2 separate regions of the Gossypium hirsutum genome follow, and region 2 is linked to region 1. The links are chromatin contacts, called in public Hi-C maps. All regions are on one chromosome and are shown on one strand. The core of a region is the stretch at or near the end of the contact, and the rest is flanking DNA. Distances in the headings are between cores, read along the strand shown. Region 1 holds the start of LOC107913710 (gamma-tubulin complex component 4). Region 2 has its middle 16 kb from the start of LOC107913840.

Region 1 (4,751 bases), core at 1,423-3,922:
AAGTAGATATGATACTACGTAATTATGGAAGAAAACCTTTAGATCTTGAAGCATAATTTCAATCTTATCAGCCTCAGATTGCGGAAGCAATTCTTCTCCAATTATTCTTCCACTGATAGGCTTCTTGTGGAAGCGATGATGCGCAGCAGATTCATGAACATTTTGAGAGCCTTTTCCCGTCTGCTGCTTACATAGAGCATCTTGAAACTTGAAGCCAGGGCTTGGATTCCGGAGAATCTTGATGGCTTTACCAGCAAAAAGAATAGACTCTGCAGCATGCATATGGATATTCTCGGGGAGCATATCCTACGGAACAACATTAAGTGAACAAATAGCTTACAACAGCAACAAAAATAAGATTTCAAAAGAAGCCTCTATCAAATTCTTTTATCTAGAGATTGATTTCCAGGCTTCCTTCCATTTAACCCATGGGTTTGCAGCAACAGAAAATAGGCCACTGGTTTTCTGACATGCATATTTAAGCTAACAAGAAAACCAAACCACAAATCCTTATTTCCTAATAAATTGCTTATGTAAAAAACCAGTGGCATCCTATTCATCTAGGGAAACTAACACCTTCAGCAATAAATCCAAATAAAGTGAGCAAAGTCTCCTAATAACAATAAATAAAAGCTCAAATGGGGTTGTATCAGGCTTTCAGATCTCATTCTGCAATTATTAATGTTTCTCTAAGTAAAGAAAATGACCTTCTCCAACTTTCTAACTCCTGATACATAAGTGATGCAAGTTTGTTAATTGACCACAAACCCTCTGATTATTTTCCCCCCTTCCAACTAGTTTAAAATTCATTTTAGCTGAATAAAAGAAAATCAATTTAGCTAAAACAAGGAAGAAAAGTTTGCAAAAATGTGACCCAAAAAAGAACAAAGACAATGCAAGAGACAACTCCAAAATACCAGGAATATGTGAAAACCCAAGTGCCAATCCATTAAAGATGTATCATCAGCTGACAAGCGTGCCAACTTTTCAGATGTATCTGGGATAGATGAGCCATACTCCATATTTTGATCTTCCTGCCTGAAAGTATTATGTTTATCAAACCAGTTTCAAAAGTGTAAAGATACACAAACCAAAGAGAAGGTCCATGCAAGATCATAGGATTAAAGAATTAGAAGACATTTTAACTTCAAAAAAGGACGTTTAAGTACCATACACAATCATCAAATTTGTAATATCTAAAAACAAAAATATATTTTTTTTAAACCATGAAGCAACAAAGGAACTCTTTTGGTCTTACCTTCTAATGAAAAATTCTCCATGATGGTCTTGAAGAGTACCATAAACCATCCATGACGCAAGTTGGTTATACAACACTTGATGACCATGCCAAAGAAGCCTATGGTTAAGGAAATTAGTTTAGCAAGCTGATTATAAGGAGCCCAACATATTTTAAACAATCAATATACTATAACCGCATTTCAAGCCAGTTCCCTTGTAAACCAAGCATAAACATTTCCCAGTCGTTCACATGCATTTTCATTAACACTGAAAAAGTAAGCATATAAAATGTGGACCATATTCATTGCTTCAGCCTCCATTAATTGTCTCAGTATACTGAAGAATGTAATAAATCTACCTTTTAATTACACTAAAAAATTTTCACTAGAGACGCATAAAATTACAAAAAGGATAGTATTGACATTCATATAAAAAATGGAGACTGATTATTGGCTAACCTTTTCTAAATCAAAAAGAAGAAGCAATCAAACAAAAGAAAAGTGAATACCTTTGAATGCAAGCCTGTAATTCAGGCACCCCACAGTGGAAGCGTTTGTGTAAAAGGTTAAGAAGCTTTCCCCCACGTAAATCATCACGCTCAATCTCTAGAACAAGCTCGTATAAAGGTGGCAAAACAACAAAGAACTGCGACCAATAAAAAAAAAGCTTGTAAACCGGGAAAAGGACAAAGAGAAGCTAAAGGATGCCAGTGAAAGAACCTTGTTGAGACCCTGAATGACAGTTGCTAAAATAGGCATGGTCTCCGACAACAATTTCTGCTCGATTTGAAGAACAACAGACCTATAAACAGAGAGAACCTCTACCAGACCATTAGCAAAGGCTCTGCGATAAATGCTTGGCTTCTCGGTTTTACGATTCGACAACTCGGACGCTCTATTCGAAGGTGAAACATCACCGGACCTTATCCAGCTTAAATTTCGGGATTTCGTTGTAAAGCGATCGAGCTCTCGATAGTAAAACCCTAACGCAATTAACCTCTCGATAAGATCCCTGAAAGAATAGCAGTCGTATTAAAAAAAAGGTTTCAGTATTCACGACATTGAAAAAGGAAGGTTTCACCTTTCGCTGCGGTCAATGAAGGAGATATCGGAAGCAAGCTTGAAGCAGCATTGATCAGAGATGGGGGCGTCGGGATATAAGGGAATGCCGAGAGATTTATGGTGTTCTCGCTCGTCGATTATGAGATCTCCGGTACAGCCAACTAGTGCTAGTAAAATTTCGTGCAGCATCTTCGCCTTTTCTTTAATCGTTTTCGCAAAAAATGGGAAAACAATCAATGAGAATCCATGACTGTTACACTTCGCCGAATTATATAAGTTAGCCTCCAAAAAACGCGGGACGAAAGCCAGGGGACAGTTTAACGGCCGCGGCTCACCTCACTGTTGCAACCAGTGGCGAAGGCGGGGCCAAATGGAAAACTTTCCATTTAATTCTTTTATAATTTATAAAATTTTAAATAACTAATGGAAAAAATATGATTTAATCCTTAATTATTAAAAGCATATTACATTTTTATTATCATAAACATATACAATTTAATTCTAACAAAAAAATTGTTGACTTCACCTTCGAGTTGCGATTAGGATAAACAATATTTTTAAGCATTTAAATTTTCTCAAAAGTTAGAATTCTAATAATTACGATTATAATCAATTACTATAATGCATAAATAAAATTATAATCATTTAATATATTTTTTAAAATATATTTTTTTTATCATCAAAGTAATCCTAAGAAATGGGGAATAATAATGTTATTTTACAACTTATTATAATTGAATGAGAGAGAATACAAAAGAAGTGAGGAAGAGGAACCCATGGTAAAAAAGGGGAGCACGTGCAAAGCGAAAGAGAAGAGAAATTACACTTTTGCACGTACCCTGCTTCTCCAACAAGGAGCTACTCATCTACTAAAATGTTTTCAATGAATATGAGATGAATGAGGAAACTGTGAAGTATTTATAAGTGCAACAGAGAGAGAAAATGATGGGCACCGCAATGGGTTGGGGAAGCTAAGGGGATAGCAATATTGAGTGAAAGTGAGAAATTGAAGAATGTTGGTTGGGCGAGTAGTGGAGGAAATTAAAACAACACCTAGATGTAGGTAAGAAGAAAGAAAGGGAAAAAAGCCATGCCATATGCCATGCAATCATGGTGGAATCGTACGCAAAGCAAAGAAATTTCAAAGTAAAAATGTGTATGTAGCGAAGATCAAGCGGGTGTTGTCGACCTTATTTAAATAAAGCTAGTCATTCCTCCACTACCGGTCCCAATCACTTTGCAGGATCCAAGGCACAGGCACTCTAGCACCTATCCATCCCCATTCCCACCCCTACTAGTACTACCCTAACATTGCTAGCCTTTGGCTTTGCCACCAAGAATCTCGTCCCGCCACCACGTATCCACCTCTTTTTCTGGGCCTAAGGATATTACCATTTACAAACCCCCTTCCTTTTATTTTTTTCTTTCAAATGTTGATACTATCCTTGACGTAGAACCTCTGGGTGCAAAAAGCACAAGGGAACAATGCAGGAGAGCACGTAGGCTTTGCGTGTTGCTGTGTTGGATGCAAACGTCCAAGCCTTTAAGTACGGTGAAATTTGATTCGGGTGACTAATTTTTGATGCCCTAACTATGTAATTTTTGGTCAAACTCTGCCATAATTCGTTCTACTTTTTGAAAATTTAAAATTTAATTCATGTACTTTGATTCCCAAGAATTTAGTCTCTATTTTTTAGATTCTAAAAATTAAGTACAACTATTAACACTATTAATTTTTTTTGTTAAATTTTTTGGTGTAACATTTTGAAATATAAAAAATTAGTTAATTGGCAGCCATGTAAATAAGAAAAAACATTATAGTTTACTTGAATTTAACCTCAAAAACTTAACAGCTACACAAACTTATGGCATATTTTAACCTAATTTTTTTAACTTTTATATATATAAAGATTTTTTTATTAACATATGAATATAGACTTTTTTACATTAATATAAAAAAATAGTTTAAGAGTTAATTGAACTAAACATTCTCAAATTATAACCTTCGTTTAAAATTGGTTCTTAAACTATCTGTGTCATATTGATAAAGTCTTATTATTAAAATCATTAAATAACATGTCAATTTTTATGTGGCATAATTTAAAATACAAATTCTAAAGAAAAGTAAAACATTACAATATAACTTTTAAAAGTTAAAACCAAAAATAAAATAAAATAAAATAAAAAGTGAACAACAAAACTTTTGTAAAAGATTCAAAAACTTAAAAACCAAGATATTTACAACATCCATTATTAAAATACTAACAGCATGTTTGATTCACTGTAATGGAATAGAGGCATAATGGAATAGAGGCGTAATGGAATAGATGCGTAATGGAATAGAGGCGTAATAGGTAATTCTTTTGTTTGATTGAATGGAATGGAATAAAGGCGTAATGATATTCTTGTGTTTGGTTAAATAGAATAGAGGTGTAATAGCATAAGAAAAAA
Region 2 (4,511 bases), core at 1,371-3,870, 350 kb after region 1:
ATATATGGAAACTTGGTATAGATGTTACGTGTATATGGAATTTGAATAGTTGTTGAACTGATACATGATTCTTGGTTTTTATATGAATTATATGACTAACTTGGTTGATGAATATGTGTTAGGCTTTTGGCCAAATTGAGTTGAGATATGCTTTGGTTTACTTGCCTAACTTGTGGTTAAATGGTAAGTCAAATTCTATGTTATACGAACTTACTAAGCTTAAATGCTTATTCTGTGTTATTTTTTGTGTTTTATAGTGGTTTAAAAGCTTGTTCAGGTTGGAAGTTGTTAGAGCTATATCACACTATCCATCGACTCTTTTGGTACTTTCAGTTATTTAATTTCGATTGTAATGACATGTATAGGTTAATGTATGTGATGATTTTACATGTTTATTGCTTGATTTTGGCTTGTTTTGGATGTCTAATTATGACTTGTGTATATGCAAAATGTTAAGTGTAGGTGGATGTCAAATTGGTTGAGAAATCTGGCTTGTAAATGACCTATTTTCGTCCACATGGGCAGAGACATGGGTGTGTGTCTCAGCCATGTGTGACACATAGCGAAGTGACACAGTCGTGTGTCCCTTGTATCTTTTAAAGAGCGCAAGTCAGTGTGTTCACACGACCTAGCACACGAACATGTGGCTTGGCCGTGTGGCACAAGTCAGTGAGTTACATGGGCACGAACATGGGATGGGACACAGCCGTGTGTCCCTATTTCGAATGCCCACACGGCCTGGCCACACTGTCATGTGACCCCTGTAGCTTTGAAAATTTTAAATGTTTCTGAAATATTTTCTGAATTTCTGATTTGGTCTCGATTTGTTTCTAATGCATATTTTAGGCCTTGAGGGCTCGTATAAGGGACAATATGTATGAATGTGATTGGTTTTTGATATGAATACTATATGATATGACATGTTCGTATTTTCTCTCTATTTGCTTGTAATATGTGGTAATACTTCGTAACCCTATTTCGACGATGGATTCGGGTTAGGGGTGTTACATTTATTGGTATCAAAGCTACGATTTAGTTGATTCTCAGACTAATGTACCGTATACGAGTCTAGCTATACATGTCATTATATAACCTGTGATAATGTGATATCTCTTGACCGTTTTAAAACATGTTTTTATATAGCAATGACATCCAACCGAGCTGATTCTGATGAAGTAAAGAGTAACGCTCAAGCCTTCGTTCACGAGTAGCTTCAAGTGGTACGAGGCCCGTATCTAAGGGCCAGAGAGGAGAGGCTACGGAAGACTTCTTCCAACTGATGAATGAGTGGTTCACCGAGTGCATACGAACGAACCCGGTTGCTCAACAACCTCTACCCCCTCCTACTCCCCAATCGGTTCCCGTTAATCCTCAAGGTACAGAACCTATCTAAGTTAGTAAGCCTCCTATTGATAAGATCCGTAAGTACGGAGCTAAAGAATTCTGAGCTACAGCTGAGGATGATCCCGAGAGAGTTGAGTTCTGGTTAGTGAATGCCATCAGGATTTTTAAAGAGTTATCCTGTTCACCGACTGAATGTGTGAAATGTGTAGTTGTACTAGGCCAATTTCGCCCAGGCCTAAGACCATACAAAAAAATAAAACCCAAAAAAAATAAAAATAAAAGTTCATTTACAGAGACAAATTACTAAACCCAATTCAAGCCCAACAGCCTAAAACCTAACCCTAACCCTAGCCCACAATGTCTTCAGGAAACAAAAATGAAACCCTAGCTTGCTGTCGCCGCACATAGCCCCCCGCTGCCACTGCCGTACGCCATCCTCCACGCGCTTAGTACCTACAGACAAGACAAAAAGAAGGACAAACACGGAGGCAAAGGGAAATAATAGCAAATATTGTATTTTTCTTCTTTTTTTTGGGCTATAAAAAGCCACAAACAGTGATGTAACTTTTTTACGATACAATTAATACAAGAAAAAACCAATCGAAAGTAGTAAATTTTTCAGAGGTAGTCTCGGTTTCTACTTATTTTTCTTTTTTATTTTTGTTTGATTTCATTTTTTAAAAAAAGAAGAAAATAAAGAAGAAAACATACCTTTTTGTTTCGGTTTTTGCGCCGCCGTGGCCAAGGTTCACCGTTTTCGATGAAAAACGATGCTTTTTTTTGGGTCAAGGAGTCGAAAATCCAAAAAATGACATTTTCTAACTTTTTAGCCACCGTGGACGATGGTGCCGTCGCCGGCAATCGGCGGCCGCCACAGCGGTCCGATGGCTGGAGCCATGGTCGGAGAGGGGAGTTAAGAAAGAGGGGGAGAGTGTTTTTTCTAATTTTTTTAGAAAAATGGAGAAATTATTTTTTAAAATAAAAATTTTGGTTTATATAGAGATTTGAAACGACACAGTTTTGGGCCTTAGGCCCCGTTTTAGAAGGAGTTTTTCAATAAAAAGTCCTTTTCTCTCTTAAAAGGAATAAAGAATGGCCTCCTTTTACGTAAACATTTCACCATCAGAAAAGGGTTTTTCTCCAGATGAAGAAGCTAAAAATTTCTCCTTTTCTTCAGCTTGAAGTGCTTTTGGATGATAATTGACCAAATTATCCTGTCTTCTCCCCCAAACGTTCTTTCCCCTCTGCTGGTTCTTTGGAGCTGTATACCCAATTTTTTTCCCCATTTTCGGCTTTCAAAGCTCTTTCCTGTTCTTTGTTCCTCTTCCGCAGGTGAGAGTTTCTTTTCTTCTTCTGTTTAATTAGTTCCTCTTCTGTTTAATATTTTCTTTCGCTGGAATTTGATTGCCATCTTATGCTCCATTTTCTTAGGGATGTTACTAAAAATTTTCTACGGTATAGCTTGAATTGTTCAACCTGCCACCCAATTGCCTATACATTAAGCTGTCTGTCTTCACCTACTTCAACAAGTTGAATTTACTTTGCAGTTGAGCTCAAAAGTCAGAAGAAAAAGAAAGTTTTCTTTTTAGTTTTTGGACTGCTTTCTTTGTTGTAGGTGAGGTTTTTTATTTTTCTTCCTCTTTGAAATCAATGGGTATTTCCCTTTCTTTGCTTTTATTAGCACGGGAGGAAATCCTTGAACACAAGGTTTTTGGTAGTTTTGATAATGGTGGTGATTCCCATGAAACAAAGCTTGAACCATCTATTAAACCAAATAGAAAAGTTATACCAAAAAACCCCACCATAAAGCTCATTGAACCAATTGTATTTTCTTCTCCAAGGCCTGTAACTGAGCTTGATTCTACTGCAACTAAGCTTCAAAAAGTCTACAAAGGGTATATAGGACAAGAAGGAACCTTGCAAATTGTGCAGTTGTGGTTGAAGAGCTCTGGTTTGTCTCCATATAATCTCAATTTTTCTGTTCCTTTTTTCAGTATTTTCGATTTCGAGTTATTTGTTTTGGTTCTTACATTCACTTAACATCTGCAGGTGGAAGACCTTAGATTTTGCAGCACTAAGAAGGTGTTCTATTTCGTTCAATGAGATTGAGAAACAAGAAACTGTGATATCAAAGTGGTCAAGGGCTAAAACAACGGCTGCCAAGGTACTTTTCTAAGTTGTTTCCAGTCCTTAAAATACATTACTTAGCACTTTTTCCCCCCAATGGTTCTTAACATTTTGCTTGAAGACTGACAAGAACATCCTTTTTTGAATTTGTAGTTAGGAAAGGGTTTGTCTAAGGATGAAAATGCTCAAAAACTAGCACTTCAACATTGGCTTGAAGCTGTAAGTCCATACCATCCTTCTTGATTACTCCAAAATTGGCTTTTCCATTGAGTCCCCTTTTTGTGTGTTTATAGCAAACTCTGCTAAGATATGGTATCATTAGAACTCACATGGACCAGATCTGGATGTTATGTTATTTTCTTAGATTTATGAGTAACTATTTTTTTCCTTTTATCTTGCTGCAGATTGATCCACGCCATCGTTACGTACACAATTTGCACTTTTACTATGATGTTTGGTCTGCAAGCAAGAGCTCACAACCTTTCTTCTACTGGTTATGTACTTTTGTAAAACTAAACTCCAAAGTTACATAAGTGAAAGCTACTCTTTTTCACCCTTATGTTCTGATATTTGAAATTCATTTTCTATCATGGAACTGAAGGTTGGATATCGGTGATGGCAAAGAACTAAGCCTTAAGAAGTGTCAAAGAACTAGTCTACAACAGCAATGCATTAATTATCTTAGACCAGTGAGTCTTATTTAGTTCTATCCCATTTGAAATGCTCCAATTCTGTTTAAAGTTGTTTTTTGTGTATGTTTTTAATCATATCTGTTTTTTCTTGCTTGCAGAAAGAGAGGGAAGCATTTGAAGTGATTGTAGTGGAAAGCTTGTTTACAAGCAATCCGGATTACTTGTTAACACCATTGATGATTCCAAGTGGATTTTTGTACTTAGCACATCAAGATCCTTGTATGTTGGGCAGAAGAAAAAAGGTGTTTTTCAGCACTCAAGTTTCCTTTCCAGTGGGGCTACGACCGCAGCCGAAAGATTGGTGGTTTCTCAAGGAGTTCTTGAGGTAAATATTGTGCACACTGCAAT

What was found. Hi-C and Micro-C count contacts between places; a contact is called where the count stands out from the background.
Region 2: a contact with region 1 is called in a Hi-C map of leaf, with 2.6 times the contacts expected there. The contact joins the enhancer-like site here to the promoter of LOC107913710 in region 1. A contact is called at or near these places in 2 of 34 Hi-C or Micro-C datasets (leaf and seedling).

Annotation. Positions count from the first base shown.
Region 1 is chrD08:12,936,693-12,941,443 of Gossypium_hirsutum_v2.1, forward strand. It overlaps LOC107913710 (gamma-tubulin complex component 4), which reads right to left and starts at 2,673. Exons shown (of 17, transcript XR_001688634.2): 1 at 2,320-2,673; 2 at 1,959-2,250; 3 at 1,748-1,884; 4 at 1,259-1,357; 5 at 918-1,038; 6 at 37-306.
Region 2 is chrD08:13,283,556-13,288,066 of Gossypium_hirsutum_v2.1, forward strand. It overlaps the pseudogene LOC107913849. Among protein-coding and RNA genes, the nearest start is that of LOC107913840, 16 kb to the left of the region's middle. Within about 2 kb of position 2,621, at least 6 of the 9 cell types and tissues checked have an H3K27ac peak or open chromatin away from gene starts, as enhancers often do.